Linked DNA regions of Gasterosteus aculeatus: region 2 is linked to region 1. Evidence: chromatin contacts called from public Hi-C data. All regions are on one chromosome and are shown on one strand. Each heading gives the region's core, a stretch centred on a gene start, on an enhancer-like site or on the middle of the called end of the contact. The rest is flanking DNA. Distances are from core to core; before and after follow the strand shown.

Region 1 (5,596 bases), core at 1,439-3,938:
GAGCAAACTGATGAGGGACGGCAGGTATCAGCACTTCTTCGAGGCCTGTCGCCTCCTCCAGCAAATGATTGACATTGCCATAGACGGCTTCTTGCTCACCCCTGTCCAGAAAATCTGCAAATATCCACTCCAATTGGCTGAGCTTCTCAAATACACAGCGCAGGAGCACAGGTACTGTACGCTTTGTCCAAAGACTCTTTAAATCCGGATCTGAACGTGTTGCTTTTGATGCCATTACTGATGCATCATTGTGTTCCAGACGTATTGTGTTGCTATGCAGCCGTTGCAGGGGTTGGGTTTGTTTTATTGAAGGGGGGATTATCCATGCATGACCTGATACAAATGTTATGTCTTGCTGTTCTGCCGGCTTACTGTGAATGTTGCGGAGGGAAACATTTCATCAAGGACTTTCAATTGCGTCAAAAATGTAAAACACTGCTTCTCATCGTCATTCCGCATCATCTGCATTCCAATTCACGGCCGTAGGATCATTGCACAGAACTCTGGATATAAATAGATTGCAGATTAAGTATGAATTTGGGCTTTTGCTGGCACACGTCCGAGCAATAACATTCCCAGCACCGCACAGAAGCACAGTAAACATTTGCCGATACCAGATCGTCCAGATGTGCAAGCTCATGCGTGCAAACTCACAGAAAAAAATGTGCGAGTGATTCAGCGTGTCTCAGCGAGCTCCAGGTCATTGACAAAGCACGTGTTCTCAGCCAGAGAGGGACAGCAGCCAGCTCTGCCTGCCAGATCACAGTGTTTGACTGTTTGGAGCGGTAGAGAATCTGTCTGCTCCCTGTCACACACACACACAGCCATTATTTTCCAAAGTGAGGATTGGATCCATTGCATCTCTGAGCTAGAGGGATAAACCCAGCTCAGTTAGCATAGACACAGTCAGAGTTAACAGTGACTAGAGAAATTGGTTGATTAGAATTATTTGGTAGTTGTATGTTGTTTTTGCTGTTTCAGCAGCAGCTGCTACTGGAGTTTATGAGCCCAGTCCTTTAATAGGCTCCTCTGTATCTTTCTCTGCTGCAACATTACATGTCTTTTTTTAATGGGTGTCCAAAATCCAAAAGCTATAAATGTACCCTTTAACACTTCAGGAGTACTTATGTATACACTGTGTCCGTAGTGATTATCGATACGTGGCAGCTGCGCTGGCAGTAATGCGGAACGTCACTCAGCAGATAAACGAGAGGAAGAGGAGGCTGGAGAACATCGACAAGATCGCCCAGTGGCAAGCTTCTGTTCTGGACTGGGAGGTACGTGCGTACGTGGACTGTGGGCTTCTTCTAAGCATCCGATGTGCACTGATCCTCGTTTTTACTGGCAGAATGTGCTTCAGTCTGTTTAGTCCATCTGTTGAGTCACGCCCAGGGGAGGGAAGAACTTTTACTTAATTTATATCAATTACCTGAAGTTCTGAATAACAGGATTTGTGGAACCGTGGATCTAGTGAAGAGTGGAGGGGAAAAGGTCAAAGGGGGGGCAGCGTTGGTTCAACAATATGATTGTCTGAGGAGATCGTGGAAAAATGTGGTTGGTTTGGGGTAGAAGATTTACAGGCAGAATAAAGAGAGTCTCCCCGACTGAACCTAAGCTTCAGTTATTGTTTTTACCTGTTTGTAAAAGTCACTCCTTGAATGCCTTGAATGTTTGTCTATTTAACAAACCAAAAATGGGTTCAATCCAATTTAATCATAATTTTACTTTGAATCATGTTGGACCAGACCTTAAAAATAGCTAAAAATCAAGGATTGAATTTAAACACCCCCCCACTTAGAACCTAGATCAAATTTTATTCTGTTGTACCAAAGCATTAAACTGTGATCCATTATTAACTTTAGACTAACACTTTTTTAACGGCTGCCCTTTTGAGATGGATTGGACAAAAATAACTAATGTGAGGCTCAAAGAAAAGTTACTTCAAGGATATTAATAGAGCTGTATTGCTATGGCCTGCGTAAGCCAACAACCAGGCCCTTGTCGGCCCCGCGCTGCAGTGGGAGCTGTGGCTACTGAAGCCTGAGGCTTTTCAGCTAGCTAGCGACCACGATGAGTAGACCGATCTTTCCCGTGTGCTGTTTCTTTTGGCCCTTGCATCCCAGTGCATTGTTGTACCTATTCTTTGGCATTTACACACCGTGCGTGTGCGTGTGTTGGTCTGTGTGTCCAGGGGGATGATATCCTGGACCGGAGCTCGGAGCTCATCTACACCGGGGAGTTGTCATGGATCTATCAGCCCTACGGACGCAGCCAGCAGCGAGTGTTCTTCCTCTTTGATCACCAGCTGGTTCTCTGTAAGAAGGTGGGTTCTCTCTCTCTCTCTCTCTCTTTCCCTTTGTTCGCTTAATTTTTTTTTTAAAACACCATATTGGCTGAAAACAAGCTGAGAAGCTCAACTGCGCCCTCGTCCGGTTGTCTTGAAACGGCTGGTGGCAGAGGCGCGTGGAGACAGACCACGCGACGTCCTCAGCCACACTCGAGAGCTGCAAATAGATTACATAAAACCGCATGAGACGCACACCGCCCTCGGCGAAGACGCCATCAAATGCTCAGCACCAAAATGGAGCGGTGGTGGTTTGGGCTCTAATGCACCTTAGGCTGCGCTCTCCTGTCAGACGGATGTTCACGCTCGACTAGACCTCAACAACACACGCGCGCCCGCAGAGACACACCGGGGCGGGAGAGGTGCGTCATCACGCGCACGTGCGCACACACAGAGGAGCAATGCTTTCTTACACTTACACGGATAAACACACACGCACAGAAGGATCCAACAGAGACGTGCAGATACAGTGTCTTGCTGTTTCTCCGATTCCGTCCTTATCACTTCTATCGCTGTCCATCATCTCTGACACCTGAAATTAAATCACGCGTTGGTGCAGATCCCCCCGTGTGTGTGTGTGTGCGTGTGTGCGTGCGTGAGCGGTTCCGGTCCGCTAAGATTCTTGGTTCCACACACACAAAAGCATCCTCGGTACAACACTGGTAGCTTTCGGCCCCCAGGGTGTGTAAGTAACACGTCCCATATAGCTTTCCATCTTTTCCATTTATCTCGTCCCTATCAGCACACGGATGCAGATTTGTCTCGGCACAATTATTAAAAGATTGCTGCTCTTGTTTTTTTTTTTATCTTTACCTGCCCTTCCCTTATAGTGTGGCTGGAGGTAATTTGTTCCCTCAGGCAACAGTCAAGATGAGGATTTTATTTACGGGGATGTTTTATTCCGGCACAGTAACACGGGTCATGGTTACTGATGAACTGTTGTAGAGGCAAACATATGTTATTATTCTGATGATTGATTAATTAGTATTCACTTTGTTTCTCTCTTGTGATTGTAAACTGAACATCATTGAGTTTTGGACCACCAGGGATATATATATATATATATATATATATAGAATAAACTTCTCCTTCAGATCTCTTTTAGTCACAAGGTTAGTGTCACTCTCCGGTGTTTATCTCTAGTTCACTGGGGCCGTCCTTATTTAAGCTGTAGTACTGATGTACTGTCTACCATTTGACAAGCATCTTATATATAGTGCCCTCAAACATTCCTCAATGGAAAGAAAATAATAGTGTCCTTAAATCAAGATCATCAGAAAATGTGCCTGAAACTGATTCATAATTGATTCGTATCAAAGATGTTTCTCCGACAGAACACATGTAAACATTTAGCAGATGTTTGGATTGTAAATTGAGATATTCTTACCTCCTATTTTTTTTATTGGTTGCAGCCTTATAATCAAGTACACCAAAATCCCGATGGTCTTGGAAAATACAATAGTTGAATAAACAATCAAAAACTGTCCAGCATGAGCTTCACAAAGACAGAATTTCTCACAGCGGGATTTTGCTGCTCTACATAATAAACAAGTAAATGTTCTAAAAGTACTTTCTACCTTTTTTGTGCTTGGGGAGTCTGCAGTGTGTTTGCACGACTGGGCAGCAGATGGAAAGGGTTGCATAAGGCGGCAGACTCCAGATACAAGGGGACAGATGCTTGTTGACATCTCTGAGGTTCAGATTAACAGACCTCTCTTCATCCTCCTCCACAGGATCTGATACGCCGGGACATCCTGTACTACAAGGGTCGCATCGACATGGACCGCTACGACGTACGGGACGCCATTGACGGGCGCGACGACGACTTCAACGTCAGCGTGAAGAACGCCTTCAAACTGTGCAACAAAGACAGCGAGGAGATCCACATCTTCCTGGCCAAGAAGCCGGAGGAGAAGATCCGCTGGCTCAGGGCCTTCCACGAGGAGAGGAAGATGGTGCAGGAGGATGAGAAAATCGGTTAGTCACCCCCCCTCCCTCCCTCCCTCTGTACATCCCCGTTTGGAACGCTTTAGTTCCACTCACAATGGACGTTGGAGTGTCAGCTCCATGTTGCATTTGGTGCAGTAGTGGCTACGGGCTGATGTTCTTCAGCACCAAACATGTATTCCCCCTACGAGGGACGGTTGGAAAAAGCACTCAATGCTATTTAGCGAGGCGCTGTAAAACGCTGGCTTCTCATGGCTGATCATCTTGCCCCTTTGCGATTTTGTTTGCTGTTCAGGTTTCGAGATCTCTGAGTACCAGAAGCGGCAGGCAGCCATGACGGTGAGAAAGGTGACCAAACAGAAAGGTGAGGCAACAAGAAGATATCAGGTGATTTCCCTTTTCTTTTCCTCGCTGGTGTGCTCTGTCTTCTCATCGCTGTTTACTCTCTTCTCCTTAACCTGCTCTCTTTTGTGTCTTCCACTTTCTACACCCCTTTTTTCGAACATGCCCACTTTGTTTATGAGTGGACGTAGACTATCTGTGTGCTGAGTAAGCTAGAAAAAGTCACGTTGATCCATGTCTTCTCGTTACATTATTTTCAATCTACTTCGTTTGAGTCAAATGTCTGTCGGCCCGTACGCAGGGTTCAATCCATTGGAGGTATGAAGCAGCTGTTAAGCATCAATGAAAAGACAGAGGGCTGTTTGCATGACGTATTGAGTTTAAAGGGTGATAGCGGTGATGGTGACGCGCGGGTCCTGTGACGCGCTGGTCTACAACAAATGTCCGACTGTTTGCATTTGTTCTTTTACTGAGTTAGGGCGGTTGTTGGTCGCTTCCATTTAAAACAAGATTTTCAACGTATACCAGAAATCTTCTGCGCTGCACCAGTGTTTTGCAGTTGATTCATTTGGTTTTATTACCAAAAAAATCTGAAATGTAACACCTTTACTTTTAGTAGGTTATTCTAGTCAACATAACGCCTTGAAGTGCGTCAGGAGGGATCAGGTTTTTTTGGTGATTTGAACTAGTTCTGTTGCCAAATATGTAAAAATACGGTAAAACGCCAACGGCCGCTGACTATCTCAGTATCAGAAAAACATGTCAAGCAAGTTATTCAAGATGCTAATTCCAGGCAACCAGACAAAGGACCCACATGTGAGAGTCGGTATCATCCTTTAAGTTTTAGCCGTTTTAGGGCCAGGCTAGATGTTTGTACATTTACCATTACTGATGTTCTCGCTATTGCCAGTTTCACACAGAGCATGACCATCCATTAAGGTTCTAATTAACCAGTGACCCCCA
Region 2 (5,596 bases), core at 2,055-4,554, 47 kb before region 1:
GGCTTGGCGCACCAATGTCTCAACTCCCCATCGGACCGGAGCTACAATCCTCTAGCATGGGAGGATGGACGCTGGAACTCTTTCAACCCCTGGTCTGTGAAACAGTCTAGAGAGTGCATCGGCCTTTTGGTTCTTCAAACCAGGGCGGAAGGACAAAATCAAATCAATTAATCTATTAAAAAAAGAGCCCACCTTGCCTGCCTAGGGTTGAGACATTTGGCCCTCTGAATGTACTCCAGATTTTTGTGGTCCGTCCAAACCACAAAAGGGTGCTGGGCCCCTTCTAGCCAGTGGCGCCATTCCTCCAAGGCCATCTTAATAGCCAGAAGCTCACGATCCCCCACAACATCTCTGCTGCTGGAGACCACTTAAAGGAGCCAGACTTCTTCCTTGTGAGATCGGTCATAGGGCCGACAACAGAACTGAAGTTTCTGATGAACCGTTGCACCTCTTGGACAGAGGATGGTTGGGGCCCATCCCGAACAACTTGAGTCTTCTTGGGATCTGTGAGAAGACTCCCCTTGGACAGGATGAAGCCCAAAAAGGACACCTCAGAGACGTGGAACATTTTTCAGGTTTTACAAAGAGATGATTCTCAAGCAGGCGCTGGAGGACGACTCTGACATGATGGACATGTTCATGAAGGGATTTGAAAATCAAAATGTCATCCAAATAGACAAACACAAAATGGTTTAACATTTCTCTGAGAACCTCGTTAATGAGTCCCTGGAAAACCGCTGGTGCATTGGACAACAAATGGCATAACTAAATATTCATAATGACCTGTAGGTGTGTTGAAGGCCGTCTTCCACTCGTCTCCCTCCTTGACCCGGACCAGGTGGTAGGCGTTACGGAGGTCCAATTTGGTGAAGATAGTTGTCCCTTGTAGGAGTTCAAATGCTGAGGACATTAAGGGCAAGGGGTAGCGATTCTTCATCGTGATCTTGTTCAAGCCCCGATAATCAATACATGGCCTGAGACCGCCGTCTCAGGCCATGTATTGTCAGTTGAAAGTGAATGGCTTAATCATTTTCAACTAGATTTAGTTAACTTTAATTTCTTTTTCATTTTTAATTGAGTTCAAATTAAATACATTTAACCTATTATTCACATAAACTTAACTCAAGTTGAGGCAAGTTTATTCACAGGTCATTCAAGGTGACACTTTCATCCAAAGCGACTTGCATTTACATTTACATGTCATTAAAGTTGACGCATTTGCATTGCATTAGATGGTTTACATTTTTACGGTATGGTTTACATGTACAACCCATCCCACACAGTGGGAGCAGTTAGGGGTTGGGTGTCTTTCTTAAGTACACTTCCCAGCGCACCTCCTGTACTCCATGTACACGGTCACCTGTTTTGTATCCCCCAAAACATTACAATGAACACCACAGGTATTAAAACATAAACGGACTAACATCTGATCATAGTATTGAATATTTCATTTGCATATGAGGCTGCAAACATTTCGCTTACCTTTCTGTGTGACGAACACCGATAGTAATGCACTTGACTTCAGGGATTTAGTCTTCTCTCCATATCTAAATGGGGCTTGTTCTCTTGATGATTACCGGGATCGTGTGCAGAAATGCAAATGTAGAGTGGACCTCCACATCCCATCAGCCAAACAAAACCAAAACAAATATTAAAACAAGAATGTGATGAGCTGAGACCGACCATGTACTGCCCCTATTTTCTGACCGGCCTAAAATTCCAACTGACCTATAGCAACGGAAAGAGCAACCTTTACTAGCAGCAGGTTGCACATATAAAACATAAAAACACATGGGAACTAGGCAAGTCTAATTTAGCTAGACCATGACACATGCGCTTTTTAACATTGGAATCGCTTTTTCAGTCAGAAACATTCACCGTTTTATGCCTAGCAGGTCAGTGAGGTGGACCAGGACACTCTTGCAGTGGGATGGTGCAGTCAGTGACGTGGACCCGGACACTCTTGCAGTGGGATGGCAGACACAGGATGCTTTTGCAGTCAGAAATTGCTGTAAAAGAGTCAGATAGAACAATCGATGAATATCCATGAAGGTTATGAAGTTAGCTTGATTAAAAAATATATTGTTATGGAAAGAAACTAATGTTAACTAACTTAGCTAAACTAGTGCATTGAAGTAAAAATAAATAACATTTTAAGATACATGTTCTGATTCCTTACGGGTAATACTTCGAGGCGAGACTATGATTTACTGTGGAAAGAGGGACTATTAATCAAAATTAAGAAATTAGGAATATTGGATAAAATGTTCAGATGGCTTAAACAATTTTTGGTGGGGCACTCTATAGAAGTAAGAGTGGGAAGGTGTGTGTCGGACAGCCATTTGGTGGACAATGGAACACCGCAGGGAAGTGTGATTAGTCCGTTATTGTTTTCAATAATGATTGATGATGTATATGAAAATACATACAATACACATAATATAGGGAGATCTTTATTTGCAGATGATGGGGCACTATGGAAAAGAGGTAGGAATGTGGAATATGTGGTGAAACAGATGGAGGAAACAATCAAAAGAGTGGAACAGTGGTCATTGGAATGGGGATTTAGATTTTCAGTGGAAAAAACAAATACCCTTTTCTTTACAAGAAAGAAAATTGGGACAATGGGCAGAATCTATTTATATGGGAAGGAGCTGAAAAGGATGAACTCGTACGAATTTTTAGGAATGTGGTTTGATGCGAAGCTTACCTGGAAGGGACATATTGAGAAAGTTGTTAATAAATGTAAAAAGGTTTTAAATGTAATGAGATGCTTGGTGGGAACAGAGTGGGGAGCTGACAGGGCTGCTTTAAAAGCTATATATATGGGACTGATCAGATCAGTAATAGACTATGGGTGTGTGGCTTACAGGTCGGCGTCTAAAACCGTGTTGGGAAAATTAGATGTAATACAGGTAAAAGCGTTAAGACTATGTAGTGGGGCCTTTAAAACAACATCAGTGCCGGCATTGCAGGTGGAAATGGGGGAAATGCGGTTGGAGTTGAGGACACAGATAATAATGTCATATTGGGCCAATCTACAAGGACATATCAACCATCCAACAATAAGTGCAATTGAGCCGTGCTGGGAACATGATAAGGCGCCACCAAAGAGCTTTGGTTGGGTTGCTAGGGAGAAGCCTAGGGAACTAGGTAAACTGGATAGGAGTTACTCTCCAGCAGTGGTGCCGCCAGCTGTTCCTTCTTGGATACTGCCACAGCCTGAAGTGGACCTGGGACTACTTGAACTGATGAGAGATGAGGGTGGGGGTAAATGTAAGATCTGCAAGTCATATATCAGGAGGAATTACCATAGCTATATACAAATATATACAGACGGAGCTAAGGACCCTGAAACTGGTAGAACAGCAGCGGCAGCAGTAATACCAGAATTCCAGTATGACTGTAGGAAAAGACTCAGTGATGACTTATCAGTGTTTACATGCGAGATGATGGCCATAGTTTTTGCACTGCAGTGGGTAGAGGACGTCAGGCCAGAGAGAGTGGTTATAGCATCAGACTCATGTGCAGTGCTAACGACTCTGAAGTTTTGCCACTCCAAAAGCAGAGAGAAATCCTACAATCCCTAATTTTAACCAGGGCTGTGTCCCTTTGTATTGTTGGATGGATGTTATTTTATTGTAATTTTGTAATTTGTTTTTGTCTTTTTTGTTGCTGGAGACTGGTGGTGGCGGTGGTGTCCTACCCCTTTGTTTCCTGTGTTCTGGGAAGCGGGTTCCTCACTACGTCGGGTGGTTTTGAGTTTGTTTTCTTTATTTGGTGGGTCCCCCCCAGACACACCTAGTCTGGTCCATCCACCCATTTCCAGCCCTCTAATTGATTTTCTTTTGATTTGAATTAAATTGCACTGACTTTAAAAGTATTTAAAATAAAGCTGTACTTTTCTAAAACTGTGAACTGCGTCTCCTCCCTCAAAACGAGTAAACTACCTGGCCTTGTATGTTCCAGAATATTTCCCCGGGTGAAATTAAATTATCCGTGCGCCGCTATTGGCCTTGTCCGGCTAGCTAATTTATATCCCATGTTCTAGTATAAAAGCTAAATGACGATAGTATCATCCCTAGTTAACGAAACGTGTGCTTGGTATTTATTTTCATTCCAATTCAATCCAATTCCAAGCCAGTAGTGTGGGGGGGGTGGACAACATAGCCAGTAGTAGCCAGTAGTCGGGGGAGGGGGTTGTGCAAAGGGCCGACATAGCCAGTAGTTGGGTGGGGGTGTTGGCCAACATAGTCAGTAGTTGGGGGGGGGTGTTGGCCAACATAGCTTGTAGTTGGGAGGTTGTGCAAAGGGCCAACATAGCCAAGTTTGGGGCTGTGCAAAGGCTAACATAGCCAGTAAACATGGCTCACTAGAAAACTGAGTTTCTAGTGAGGTACCTTTGGTTGGTGAGTTGTGTTATTGTACAACATAGCTAGTAGTTGGGGGGGGGTGTTGGCCAACATAGCTAGTAGTTGGGGGGGGGGGTGTTGGCCAACATAGCTAGTAGTTGGGGGGGGGGTGTTGGCCAACATAGCTAGTAGTTGGGGGGGGGGGGGGGTGTTGGCCAACATGGCCAGTAGTTTGGGGGGGTGTTGGCCAACATAGCCAGTAGTCGGGGGAGGGGGTTGTGCAAAGGGCCGACATAGCCAGTAGTTGGGGGGGGGGGGGGTTGGCCAACATAGCCAGTAGTAGCCAGTAGTCGGGGGAGGGGGGTTGTGCAAAGGGCCGACATAGCTAGTAGTTGGGGGGGGGGGGTGTTGGCCAACATAGCCAGTAGTTGGGGGGGGGGGTTGGCCAACATAGCCAGTAGTTGGGGGGGGGGGGGGGGGGGGTGTTGGCCAACATAGCCAGTAGTTGGGGGGGGTGTTGGCCAACATAGTCAGTAGTTGGGGGGGGGGGGGTGTTGGCCAACATAGCTTGTAGTTGGGAGGTTTTGCAAAGGGCCAACATAGCCAAGTTTGGGGCTGTGCAAAGGCTAACATAGCCAGTAAACATGGCTCACTAGAAAACTGAGTTTTTCTAGTGAGGTACCTTTGGTTGGTGGGTTGTGTTATTGTACAACATAGCTAGTAGTTGGGGGGGGTGTTGGCCAACATAGTCAGTAGTTTGGGGGGGGGGGGGGGGTGTTGGCCAACATAGCTAGTAGTTGGGAGGTTGTGCAAAGGGCCAACATAGCCAAGTTTGGGGCTGTGCAAAGGCTAACATAGCCAGTAAACATGGCTCACTAGAAAACTGAGTTTTTCTAGTGAGGTACCTTTGGTTGGTGGGTTGTGTTATTGTACAACATAGCTAGTAGTTGGGGGGGGGGGGTGTTGGCCAACATAGCTAGTAGTTGGGGGGGGGTGTTGGCCAACATAGCTAGTAGTTGGGAGGTTGTGCAAAGGGCCAACACAGCCAAGTTTGGGGCTGTGCAAAGGCTAACATAGCCAGTAAACATGGCTCACTAGAAAACTGAGTTTTTCTAGCTGGTCCATATCTTCTAAAAAAAAAATGACATATCAAAAACGCAAGTCTCCCGCTGCGCACAAGGCGGCGATTGGTCTGCTAACTACATCCTTTACAGAGTCTCACATTTCCGTTTTCATAGCACAAT

The links. Hi-C and Micro-C count contacts between places; a contact is called where the count stands out from the background.
Region 2: a Hi-C map of skeletal muscle shows a contact between it and region 1, with 2.7 times the contacts expected there. The contact joins two enhancer-like sites. A contact is called at or near these places in 4 of 6 Hi-C or Micro-C datasets (skeletal muscle, tail fin and whole body).

Annotation. Positions count from the first base shown.
Region 1 is chr4:15,487,888-15,493,483 of fGasAcu3.hap1.1, reverse strand. LOC120818463 (rho guanine nucleotide exchange factor 9) reads left to right here. Exons shown (of 15, transcript XM_078102069.1): 10 at 1-171; 11 at 1,148-1,277; 12 at 2,192-2,323; 13 at 4,078-4,321; 14 at 4,587-4,655. Among protein-coding and RNA genes, the nearest start is that of LOC120818480, 17 kb to the right of the region's middle. Within about 2 kb of position 2,688, at least 4 of the 9 cell types and tissues checked have open chromatin away from gene starts, as enhancers often do.
Region 2 is chr4:15,535,724-15,541,319 of fGasAcu3.hap1.1, reverse strand. No RefSeq gene overlaps it. Among protein-coding and RNA genes, the nearest start is that of LOC120818491, 4.6 kb to the right of the region's middle. Within about 2 kb of position 3,304, at least 1 of the 9 cell types and tissues checked has open chromatin away from gene starts, as enhancers often do.